Linked DNA regions of Xenopus laevis: region 2 is linked to region 1. Evidence: chromatin contacts called from public Hi-C data. All regions are on one chromosome and are shown on one strand. Each heading gives the region's core, a stretch centred on a gene start, on an enhancer-like site or on the middle of the called end of the contact. The rest is flanking DNA. Distances are from core to core; before and after follow the strand shown. Region 1 overlaps ski.L (SKI proto-oncogene L homeolog). Region 2 holds the start of ski.L (SKI proto-oncogene L homeolog).

Region 1 (5,642 bases), core at 2,329-4,828:
CAAGATCCATGAATATCCTGTAAATTATATACTTATAAACCGTGCTTAGTGATGTCATCAGTTATAAACGGTGAGTAGTGATGTCATTTCTGTCACGACTCACTGAAACTTGTGTATTATAATAAAGTACCCCCTTTTGCAGAGTTCTATGACCAGTATAAAAAATGTTTTTCAAGGGTCGCTGAACTCTAACTTATAATATACTTATATTTTAAAAGAGGGGGTACTTTTCACTATTACTATTCACTATATTATAAAATCTGCCCACCCACAATTATGTAAAAGCTGGTCTCTTCTAGCACAGGGGTGTTGAATACCCATTATTCTCTTAAAAAAAAATGTGTGTGAAGTACAGTTATAATTCAACAGCTGGAGGGCTACAGGGATTACTTGTCTGGGACACTGTATTGTTTATCTGGCAGCCCTGAGAGTTGGTTTTATTGTGGCAATTAATGCTCAGGAATGTCATTTCCAGGTTCAAGGGGAAGCACTTTTCAAACTAAGCAGATTTCCCAGTGATGAAAGGATTTGCCTGGGTCAAAATAATGATCAAATCCCAGACAGATCGTTCAGTCCTTGCAGGTCAGGCTGCTGTATTAAACCTCCCCTTTCAAGACCAATTACATTTAATGTCTGCTTCCAGGACAGAGGGAAGGGGCTGATGAGCTGAAGGCACTGCTAAAACCTTTTAACATCAGACATGTGCCTGCAGATTAGAGCTTCAACAAATACACATACAGCTGGAGGTGATTTTGATCCCCAGTATTTTTAAGAAATTTAAATTGGTGTTAATATTAGTGTTTCCACAATACAGCTTGCAAAGTAGTTAACTTTACACCCAGTGGAGGGAAATTTGCAATTTCTTTTTTTACTAAAGTTTAACAGCACACATATACAGAGCATAAGCTATTACAACTAAGTAACAACTATATTTGCAGACCTCTGGCTTTTGTGGAATTCTAATTCTAAAAAATAAATAAAAAAAAATAGTTTATTAAATTACATCTAGATTGTAAGCTTTTTCAAGCAGGGCCCTCTGATCACATTTTTAATTTTGCAACTTGTTTGTTAAAATATTGCAAGGCCCTTGTTTATTTAAGCACTTTATGGATATATGAATGATGAGGATTGTTTTAGTTGTCAGGGCCACCAATGCTCTACTTTGGTGACAACAGTTTGCTTAGAGTGGTGCTGTATGATCTTTAGAAACCCATCCAACTCCAGGTCGGTCCATACACGATGATGATGCCAAGTCATTAGGAAACCGGAATACTTTTTTTGAACAATAAACTAATGTGTGGTTCCCACCCGTGACCCAATGGTTTCCAAATCAAGAGAGAGTTAGCTGGTTGCACTATGAAGCTAGATCTCTTGTGGAAGGTTTTCCAGGAATGTGTTTATCTCTAAAGGGTTTGTAGTACAGCAGGGAACACTGGCAAGTACAAACTCCAAGGCAACAAGGCCGCTGTTTGCATATCATCACCTTGAACTCGAAGGCTGCCGTTACTAAAGAGCAGACCCCACCTACACAAAAGCACACAACGAGAGTAAACCTAATTTTGCTGACAAGGGATTTTAAAGCAAAAACAAACTTTACAAAATTTAAGAGAACTATAGGCTATATTAGTCTACGCTCAGAGCATTCTTATATATGGAGAGGGAAATAATTTGCACACCTTGCCTGAAACATTCTAAATAGAAACGCATTGAATTTAAACATTACAAAGAATTCTGGGGCCCCTATGTATGCATCCAGAGAAATGTTAAGATGCTTGCTGGGGAACTTTGCAGGAGCCATTTCCCAAGAGATCCCAGTGATTAAATGAATAAGCTAGATGTGCACAATTATTGGCTGTGTATCCTATCAATCAATGTATGCCTTCCAAACACCGAAAAGCTACATTTTAAGGGATCCAGTTTCACTTCTGGGCCACCAACCACAACTGCAAGGTCATATCTAGAAAAGAAAAAAAACCCGACATTTGCTAGGCTGCACAAGACATCTCTGTGCCTGAATCAGTCCTGCTCAGCCCCTTCCAAGCAATTTGTCGAGCTCTGTTAATAAGGGCAATGGTAAATCGACCAGCATTAAGCAACTTGCCTAGTGTGCGTTCTCAATGAAATCTATTCTTGTTTGCAATCCAGGGCTTTGCAGAATAAATCTACAATGTATCGTAGACTACAGAGGGAGCATTCATTCTGATATTGCTGGAGGTTCCTCTGACCCTTGCTGGTTGGGATTGTGTAAATGTGCTTCCTGAAGAGAAATAGGGCAACTATAAATTCTTTCACATCAATGCAGTCCTGCTAATGCAGTGCTGAGGTTGTAGCTTTTTCCCTGTCCTCCCGTTCCACTTTGCCTTATGTCAAATCAAATTACATGAACAATCAATTTTTCTGTCTAGCCATTTTTTTCCCTGTACGCTTGCTCCTTGAAGGGGGTGGAAGGGAGGGAGGTGGGTGCTTGGGAGTCTTGCCAGAGATTCAAAAGGTTTGGCGACAATGTGGCCTCTCTTTACTTTATTCCTGGCTACCCTCCAAAATTCACACCTGCACAGTACCCATGAAACCCTACTAAAAACTTCAGCAAGGAGTGTTAAATGAAATTAGATTGGCAGAGAGCAAAAGGAGGACTCCAGCAGTAAAGGGATACGTTATAATTCACAAAGACCATGCCTTTTCTTCTGCTGCTTCAATAAAGCCACAAGGAAGTGCTGTCTGGGACAACCTATAATTATGAAAATACTTCTAACATTAAGACCAGGACTAGCAAAAGGCAAAACAAATATAACCACATACAGATTAGCATTTATTCAGGAGATCATGTATTTGTCGAGTCTATTTTGTGATCAGCAATATAATAATGCAGCACCATTTCCCCTTATACAATGAAACATATTATTCTCTCCCTTACAGGAACTAATTCAGCATTAAAAGTGAGCTGTAAATTCCATTCCAGACAGATTATTTAAAGGAACTGTACACTGCTTCTCTGTGTTTGCCTGTACTGGGCAGATTTAGATTTTGCACAACATTTTCAACAACAGTACTATCAGTTGCACACTAGGTGTTGCTGTTCCAATTGTGTCTATGATGAATGACAGCCAAACAGTGGAAACATAGAAAACTGCATAATTAATGGAAGCACTTTATGTTGAGAATTGCAGTGTATTTATGTGGCATGCAAACAACAAGCTTTTACACAACTGCCAAATTTGACCAAAAAAAGATAAAATCAATTAACAAAAAGTATAAAGAACAAAAGCATAGACACATGAAATATCTAAAGACAACATCGAAACAAACAAAAAAAAGTACACTAGGGAAACTAATGAGGAGCAGATCTGATTTACTGTGAAGTGAAGATGCTTTGATATTGCATGCTTTATAGTGAATGTACAAAATGTTTTGCTATCGGGTAGAAAGAGAAGCGGAGGAAAACAAACTGCCCCATGGGATACTAAAAAGCATAAAGAAGTTGTGGCTCAAAAGGAAAACATGCGGGAACAATGCACCATGGAGAGTGGAAGGGGTGAGAAGAGGTCAGTGGCTTTCATGAGTGTTCTAGTGGGCGTGCACAGCTATGAAAGATGGTTGGAGCCCATAAGGGTCATTTCCAGCCCTGTTTCTGGGCTGGAGGTTCAATCCGAGGTAAATGGCTAGACAAGAGCCATTAAAACAGAAGCCCTTTTGAAAAAAGGACGACACTAATTCTTAACTCTTTGTTCAAGCTGATGACCAGATACAATGAAGCATGGGGAAAACTTGCTCATAACAAAAGGCACAGCACAGGATTCAGTTCTTCACTGCTCTTTCTCTGCCAACTAGCAATGAAAAAGCATTCACATTCAATGGATTCTGGGTAGGAATATGTGAAGGGCCCATTCTAAAAGAGAGACCCATAAAATAATGTAAGTCAAATTTAGGAGGCTTAGATCTGGGAAAAAAACAGTATTAAGCAATGTCATATATGTGTAAAATGTAATGTGAAATGTTTGGTTTTAAATAATTTGTACATGAACTGACAACAGTGCCTGTTACTGGATCTTAACTTTTCAAGGGATAACTGGGAATAAAAGAGTGCAAAAAAGCCAATATACAGTCAAATAAAAATATCTTTTTTTTTTTTTTTTTTTACAGACAGCATTATAATACTGTCTTCTGAGTAAAATAGACTTCTTTATTCAACGATTACAAGAGGAAGGAGAGCCTTTTTCTTAGATTCTAAAGCTGTTTAGCCTCAGACATTCCAGAGTTGTTACACCCATAGTTGCGGGGTGTACATGCTAATGGATTTTTGGCTCCCTGCCCTTCCTTACAAAGGATCAATATGAAACAAGCAAAGTTTTCCATCCAGGATTAAAGGAGATGTTACCCAAGATGAGAAAGGCAGCATGGAACACAGGATGTTGTGGTCACAACACTTGGAAGGGTTATATACTAGGAATCCAAGTTAATTAAAAGAGAATGCTTTAATATGAACTTCAAGGAAGCGTGGCTCTTGTTTATGGCTGCCCAGCTTAAATGCACTTTTATGACCGATAAAAAAAAACAAAAAAAACTAAAGAGACCTTAAGACAAGGTGTCCGTTATTAGACACAGACAAATGCTAGCTGGCCATGATTGTGAAATAAAACTTACACAACGTATAGACTGTTAAAGCAGCACACAGGTCTCATCAACATATGGGGCACACATTTGTATAATATTCTAAATAAATATAATGAATCTTTAAGCAGATAAATATTACCGACTTCAGTGTCTAGGAACACAAATTACATGTGTTAGCCATGCCTAGTAAAGCCATATATCATTCAGGTCTAACTGGTTAAAGTTAACATATAGCTCATAAATGTATCTTTTATTACTTTATATGTCTAACATGATTTATTATAGATTAACGGAAACGCCTCTATGACAACATGAACTGCTTACCTTGCAACCAAAAAAAGTGAATTGACACGGCCCCTATTCAAACGTTATGGTTACAAACACACAAACTATGTGGGCATCATCATCACTTCATCAAGCTACAATAAACAAATGCCCAAATGTAAAAAGTGTGACAAAAAGATGGACAAATCAGCAAATGGTTTACTCTGGTATTTTAAGCCTCAGTAAAACAGCTCTTGGTGAAGCCTTCCATACAGCATAGGTAGCACTGCCTATAGTTAGAAAAGAAGTGGGAAGCTTAATACTTAAAGGGGAACGATCGCGAAAATTAATTAATATAAGCTTCAGCATACTGAAATAACCTTTCTAAATATATTCAATTAAACATTATGCAGCGTTTCTGAAATAATCAAGTTTATCTTCACTATTCCTCTCTCTGCATCTGTTTCTCCTCATTCTGTCTTTATGTAGGAGTTGGGAGTCAGATGAATGATCCAATACATCTTACAGGGGGGCTCCTTTTGCCTAAATGTATTAGAGCTCACTATTAAACTCGCCAGAAATCCTGTCTCTCTACATGCAGAATTTGTGCAAAAGGCAGTTATTTTGTTAGATTTTGTTTGTACTGGAATCAGTTATTTGAGTGAGCTCTAATTCATCTGCTAGGAAAGGGAGCCCCCCCCCCCCATAAGATATATTGGATCATTCATCTGACACCCAACTCCTGCATGAAGACAGAATGAAGAGAA
Region 2 (5,642 bases), core at 2,151-4,650, 47 kb after region 1:
GTTGCCTTGGGAAGACTAGATACACCAGGCAACGCAGATTCTCACCAACGAAAATAATAGCAGAGATGTACAAAAGCAAAAACACAAATAGTGGTTGTTGTGGGCAAAAGAAAATGTGCAAAAATACACCAAAACCACCACAATATAAGAGTTAAAGTCACACTTTTAGAACGGGAAGTGCCCATTTCACCAATAAACTGAAGGAAGGCTGCAATACCCGATCAGAATTAGGATTTAACTGTGGTCCCCCAAGCCTCCTTAACAAACGGCTCTATTCTTGCCAGACACAACTATTCAAAGCTTCCACCTCAATCCTTGATTAGACGGGGATAGACAAGCCATTAAAAATGCATCCACCTCCAACTATCACAGATAATGTGCCTCATTACAGTTAACATTGCCACAATAGCTCTGACACACAGTTGTAAGGAACTCCTGGGGAAATAGGGAAGGAGTCTATTCAGTGATAATAAGAGAGGGAAAAAAGGTTTAAGCAATAATGTGGTTTAATTGGCCTCCCAAGAAGAGATCAGTAAATGCAACTTTATTATGCACCAGGAATAATCAGCTGGGGGGAATCAAGTTGCACGTTTTATTAATCCACTGAATAGTCAGAAATCAAATTGGTTAAATAAAAAAAATAAAATTTACACAGCTGGAGGGTAAAAAAAAAAAAAGCATTATTGCTCCGGACAACTTTTAACCCTTTCACTGTCAGACAGCAGTAGAGGAAAACAGCAATGTTTAATATCAAGAGACAGAAAATGTAAAAGTCCGTTATGAAGCAGTTGCTAAAAAGCTTTCAATTCACTACAATAATACCACAAAGGAACTGTTTTTGTTTTATAAAAAGTAGTTGTTTTTTTTCCTCCCATTGGTGGAAAGCAGTGATGTGCTTTGAAAAATCTCAACATAAAATGTAATGGAAATAAATAGGATGACGTTTTTACAAAGTAAAATAGCTCACTTTTTTTTTTTGGTGTTGTCTTGTCTACCCACAGAGAAGGATCTATGCCAGAAACCAACTTGCTTTACACACACACTGGCATCCACAGATGGCTCAGTCCAGACGCCTAAAATAAACCGCTACAGTCTGGACAGGCAGTCTGGGTGGCATGCCTTCCATGCGACTGTCCCAGTTATGTATACACCACCTACACATTACCACCAGCCTGGTGCCGTGTCTACAGATCACAGGGCAGCACATAATATATACACCGACATTCCTGGAAAGAATTAATTATCCAGCACATAAAGATTAATGGCAACGTAGCCAAATATAGTATGATTTTTATCCAAGCACCTAGGCTACTGTTATTCACTAGCAAGGAAGCAGGCGTTCTAGATTTAAAATACACAAACTAATGACACATTTCCAGGAGTAACACGGGGTACAAAGATCAAGGCTGCCTGTGAAACTGCTCGTCTGCACTTGAAGCCCAAGTTGACATGTCAACACTCTTAAAGCTACATAGGCAGGACAGGGGGACGCAAACTGCCCGCACCTGTTTGGTACATATTAGTACATACATAAAAAATGGTCGGATCTGCAATGTACGACTTATCTCCTCAGACTGCTGTAACCAGGAGATGCAGCTATATAAAGAGCACTTAAGTATCATCTGTGGGATCAGCAGTGAACTTGAAGCAGGGTTACCATCAGGTCACTTTAAATGCCACATACAGGGTGATGTTCTCTTCCCTGACTCCTTATTACCTTTCCATGCATGGCCATGAATCTCCTCGCCTCGTGTTAAAGGTACAGACGCTAGCGTAGCTATGGAGTGCCCACAGTGTGATTCCTGTTCTACTCTGTATGTAGGTTTTGTCTTCATCTCACTATCAGCTGGAAATGGGGGCGACATACAGTAATGCCAATCAACAATTCCGCTGGCGAATGCCAGGAACGCTCACATGAATTATATAAATATATATATATCACAGAGAATAGAGGATTACAAACAGTCCCATAGGCAGGGTGGTGTATACAATAAAGTGGTACATGCCCTCTAGTATACTTCCTGTACAAAACACGGTCACTTGGGAGGGTACACAGTTAAAGGCAAGGGCACAGTGATAACCCAGATTTGGGAATAGCTGGGGCAGAAATACTAGTTGTACACCACACAACAGCTGGAGGACATTGAACACAAACCATTATAACCCTGCAACTCCCATCACCCTTAGTGGGATAAGGTTTTTAACTCTGGAGCTCCTGGGACAAAACCTTTAGGAGCAGCGACTTTTTGGAATGAGCACTGATTGGGAAGGGAATAGTAATTGCTGCTATAAAAGGCCAGGGGGGCAATATTGGCATTAATATCACATGTATGGCTTGGCCCTTAGGCAGGACAAAGTCACAGCACAAAGTAATTAGCCAGGTGAGTCTCAGACCGTCACTTACCCTGACTGCTTTCCTCTTGTATTTGTTGCTGTAGTCGAACTTCTCCTTCATCTCATCCAGCAGCCGACCCAGCCTGGCCTGCTCGTCGTCTCCCCCGACCCCATCCCGGGCCAGTAAGATGTAGGCCCTCCAGTTGGCCGAGTCGAAGCCCCAGTGGCAAGTCCGGTTCTCCAGCGCCTTATGCGAGTGCACCACGAACTTGTGCGGCGGGTACATGAGGCGACAGTCCAAGCACTGGATACAGGGGGCGCTGGGGTGTCCGTACAGCTCGGGCACGAACAGGCCCCGACACTTTCCGAAGCACTCGTGATACACCTTGAAACTGCTCTCGGTCAGCTCCAGCTCTAAAGGTCCCGGCGGGAAGTCGCTCTTCTTGGCGCAGCGGGGCGGGTAGCTTCCCCCGTACAGCAGGGCGTTGCACAGCCGCTCGGCGTCCGTCTTGGTGATGAGGCCACAGGAGGGCGCGGAGAAGGGCAGGATCCCCATCACCTTCAGGATCTCCAGCTGGTCGGCCGTGCAGCGGGAGCAATACACGTGCAACTCGTCGCACACGGCGTTGATCTGCTGAAGGCTGAAGTCCCGCAGCACCGAGTTGAGGATCTGAGGGAGACACAGTCGCTTCTCGCCCCCCACCACAAAGCAAGAGATGGTCTCTCCCTCCAGAATAGTCTCGCACCTCTCAGTGGAGCGGTCCGACGGCATAAATAGGGGACCCCCGGGGATGACTGGAGGCGGCTGGCTGGGCAGATGGAGGATGGGCTCCGGGGGCTCCTTGCCGCTCTCCTTCTTGTACAAGTCCTGAGCCCAGCGGGCGGAGAAGGCGGCCGGGCCGCCCAGAGAACTCATGGAACTCAGATGGAACTGTTCCAGGGTCTTCTGGAGCCCGGGATGGGGCTGGAAGCTGCTGCGGCTCACGGTCTCCATGCCTAGAAGGTCCCGGCGGCAGCAACAACAACTCACTCACTCACTGGGCAAGTTCCGCGCTGATCAATCACTCGATGGCTCGGGGCTTTACTTGCAATCCGCACAGAGCTCAGTCCATACACGTTACTGTCTCACTGTCCTGTCTGATCCCCTGGCCAAAGCTTCAGTCCAGAGATACGAGGAGGCTGCCCATAGCGTCCCACTCAGTCCCTCTCACTCAGTCCCTCTCTCTCAGTCCCACTAATGTGTCTTTCCGCTGAGGAGTCACAAACGCGCCTGAACTTCCCCTCAGTACAAAGCGTCGGTGGAGGGGTTCGTGGGAAGTTGCGGGCGGGACAGACTCACGAGTTCCCCGTCATGTTCCACTGCTGGAGGTTAGGGAGCGAGCAGGGCTCTTTCTCCCAGACACACAGACTGCTGCCTTCCCGGTGCTGCTCACTGCTCGAATGGCTCCTGCACTCTGTCTGCACTCCCCCTCCCTCTTTCCCTTCTCCACCCCCTTTCTCTCTGTTTGTTGGTGTCTGCCTCAGTCATTGAATCCCAGCCAAGAATGTGACCAACTCCCCAGGCTGTGGCTCTTCCAGGAACAACCTCCACCCCCTTCCTCCTCCTCCTCCTGCTGCTGCCGCTGCCTCTTTTTTTTTTCTACTGCAAAGCGGAAAAAAACTTGTCTGTCGAAGGCAAAATAAAACTCGTGGTTCTCGTGTGTGAAACCGCCGGCTTCAGAAGCGGGAGGGTGTTTTACTTTCTCCTGTCACTAAACACGCAGTACAATGAGGTCATGATCAGCAACAGGTCAGGAGACATTTCTCACATATTATTCCACTAAATACTGCCATTTCCCCAATCATATTCCTCTACAGTGTCCACTGGGTCGTTTACAATTTCTGTGAAAAATTCTATATATTTGTTTTCAGATGCAAATGTATATATAAGTTGGACTGTAATTGCACAAGCTGCAGATCCGTACAAGGTGCAGGGCCACACCATGTCCATGTCTGGGAACTCGAGGTATAAAACCCTAAGGATGAATAAAAACACCCATATGAAAGATTCCCAGAGCTTTAAAGCCACGTGACATTAAAGGCAATAGCACATGGGACATTTCAGTGCCCACAGGCAGGTCCAGACTGGGATTCAAAAAACAGACCCTGGTTTATCCAGTACACAGAAGCCCAAAACAGCCCCCACCAGCCCAATAAACAGTCACTGTCCCTTGGCATATTACAGCAGCCCCTCTTTCATTTGCCAGAACCCACAGATTGCTAGTCCAGGCCTGCCCACAGGCAAAAAACACCTACCTATTGACAACCATTAGAATTCTGGCATCCTTGCGAATACTTTATTTCGAAAAGATGCTCCTGTTTGTGATTTCATGTGTAATGCAACTGTACTGCAGCAATGTAAATGTTCATCTATAGGAAGTTATTTTCAGACTTTTTTGTCGTATGTGAGTTGCCCAAGGTGGTGGGATTCCGTGCAGCCTGGAGCTGAGTAGATAGGGAACAAGTGGTGGCGTTGCATCTGCAGGAAGGTACAACACACGGATCATTGTGAAGGTGACCATACACACACAGATGTTATCATACGAAATAACGTTTAATGCGATATTCGGCGGTGGGAGGCAAGGCGGGCGCCCGAACATTAATGCTGAATTCTCAGATAGAGGTAGAATTCTATTGTTTCTACCTGCATATCTGATGATTCAGCTCTTAAAGCGGTGGTTGGCCTTTAAGTTAACTTTTAGTATGTAATAAAATGGCCAATTCTAGCAACTTTTCAGTTGGCCTTGATTTTTTTCTTTTTTACAGCTTTTGAATGATTTGCTAACTTCTGACTTTTTCCAACTGACACTGACTCCATCTAAAACACAAATGCAATGTAAGGCTACAAATCCATTGTTATTGCTATTTTTTATTGGCTATATTCCTATTTGGGTTTTCACCCGGACAGCCCGGTTTTCAGGATGGCTGTCCGGGTGAAAAGTGCCTGCCCAGATCACCAAATTAGGAAATCCAGACGTCTTTTAAATAAATGGCTTGGCAATTGCAACGTCATAACCCTGTACCTGACATAACGGACACACCTCTAAAAAAAACTTCCCCCTGTCCAGTCTCCCTGCAAAAGGTGGCAACCCTACTTCCTATTTATATCCCATTCTCTTATTAAATTCAACACAGGGTTTCTAGGGTAATTTGGACCCAAGCAACCACATTTCTAAAACTGCAAACTGGGGAGTTGCTAAATAATTCAAAAACAGCAAATAATAAAAAATGAAAACCAATTGCAGATTGTCTCAGAATATCACTCCCAG

Evidence for each region. Hi-C and Micro-C count contacts between places; a contact is called where the count stands out from the background.
Region 2: a Hi-C map of the XTC cell line shows a contact between it and region 1, with 4 times the contacts expected there. The contact joins the promoter of ski.L here to the enhancer-like site in region 1. A contact is called at or near these places in 2 of 4 Hi-C or Micro-C datasets (the XL177 cell line and the XTC cell line).

Annotation. Positions count from the first base shown.
Region 1 is chr7L:94,780,708-94,786,349 of Xenopus_laevis_v10.1, forward strand. The region is part of intron 1 of ski.L (SKI proto-oncogene L homeolog); the gene reads right to left. Among protein-coding and RNA genes, the nearest start is that of ski.L, 48 kb to the right of the region's middle. Within about 2 kb of position 3,579, at least 1 of the 7 cell types and tissues checked has an H3K27ac peak or open chromatin away from gene starts, as enhancers often do.
Region 2 is chr7L:94,828,065-94,833,706 of Xenopus_laevis_v10.1, forward strand. ski.L (SKI proto-oncogene L homeolog) reads right to left here and starts at 3,401. Exons shown (of 7, transcript NM_001090643.2): 1 at 2,405-3,401. The coding sequence starts at 3,328.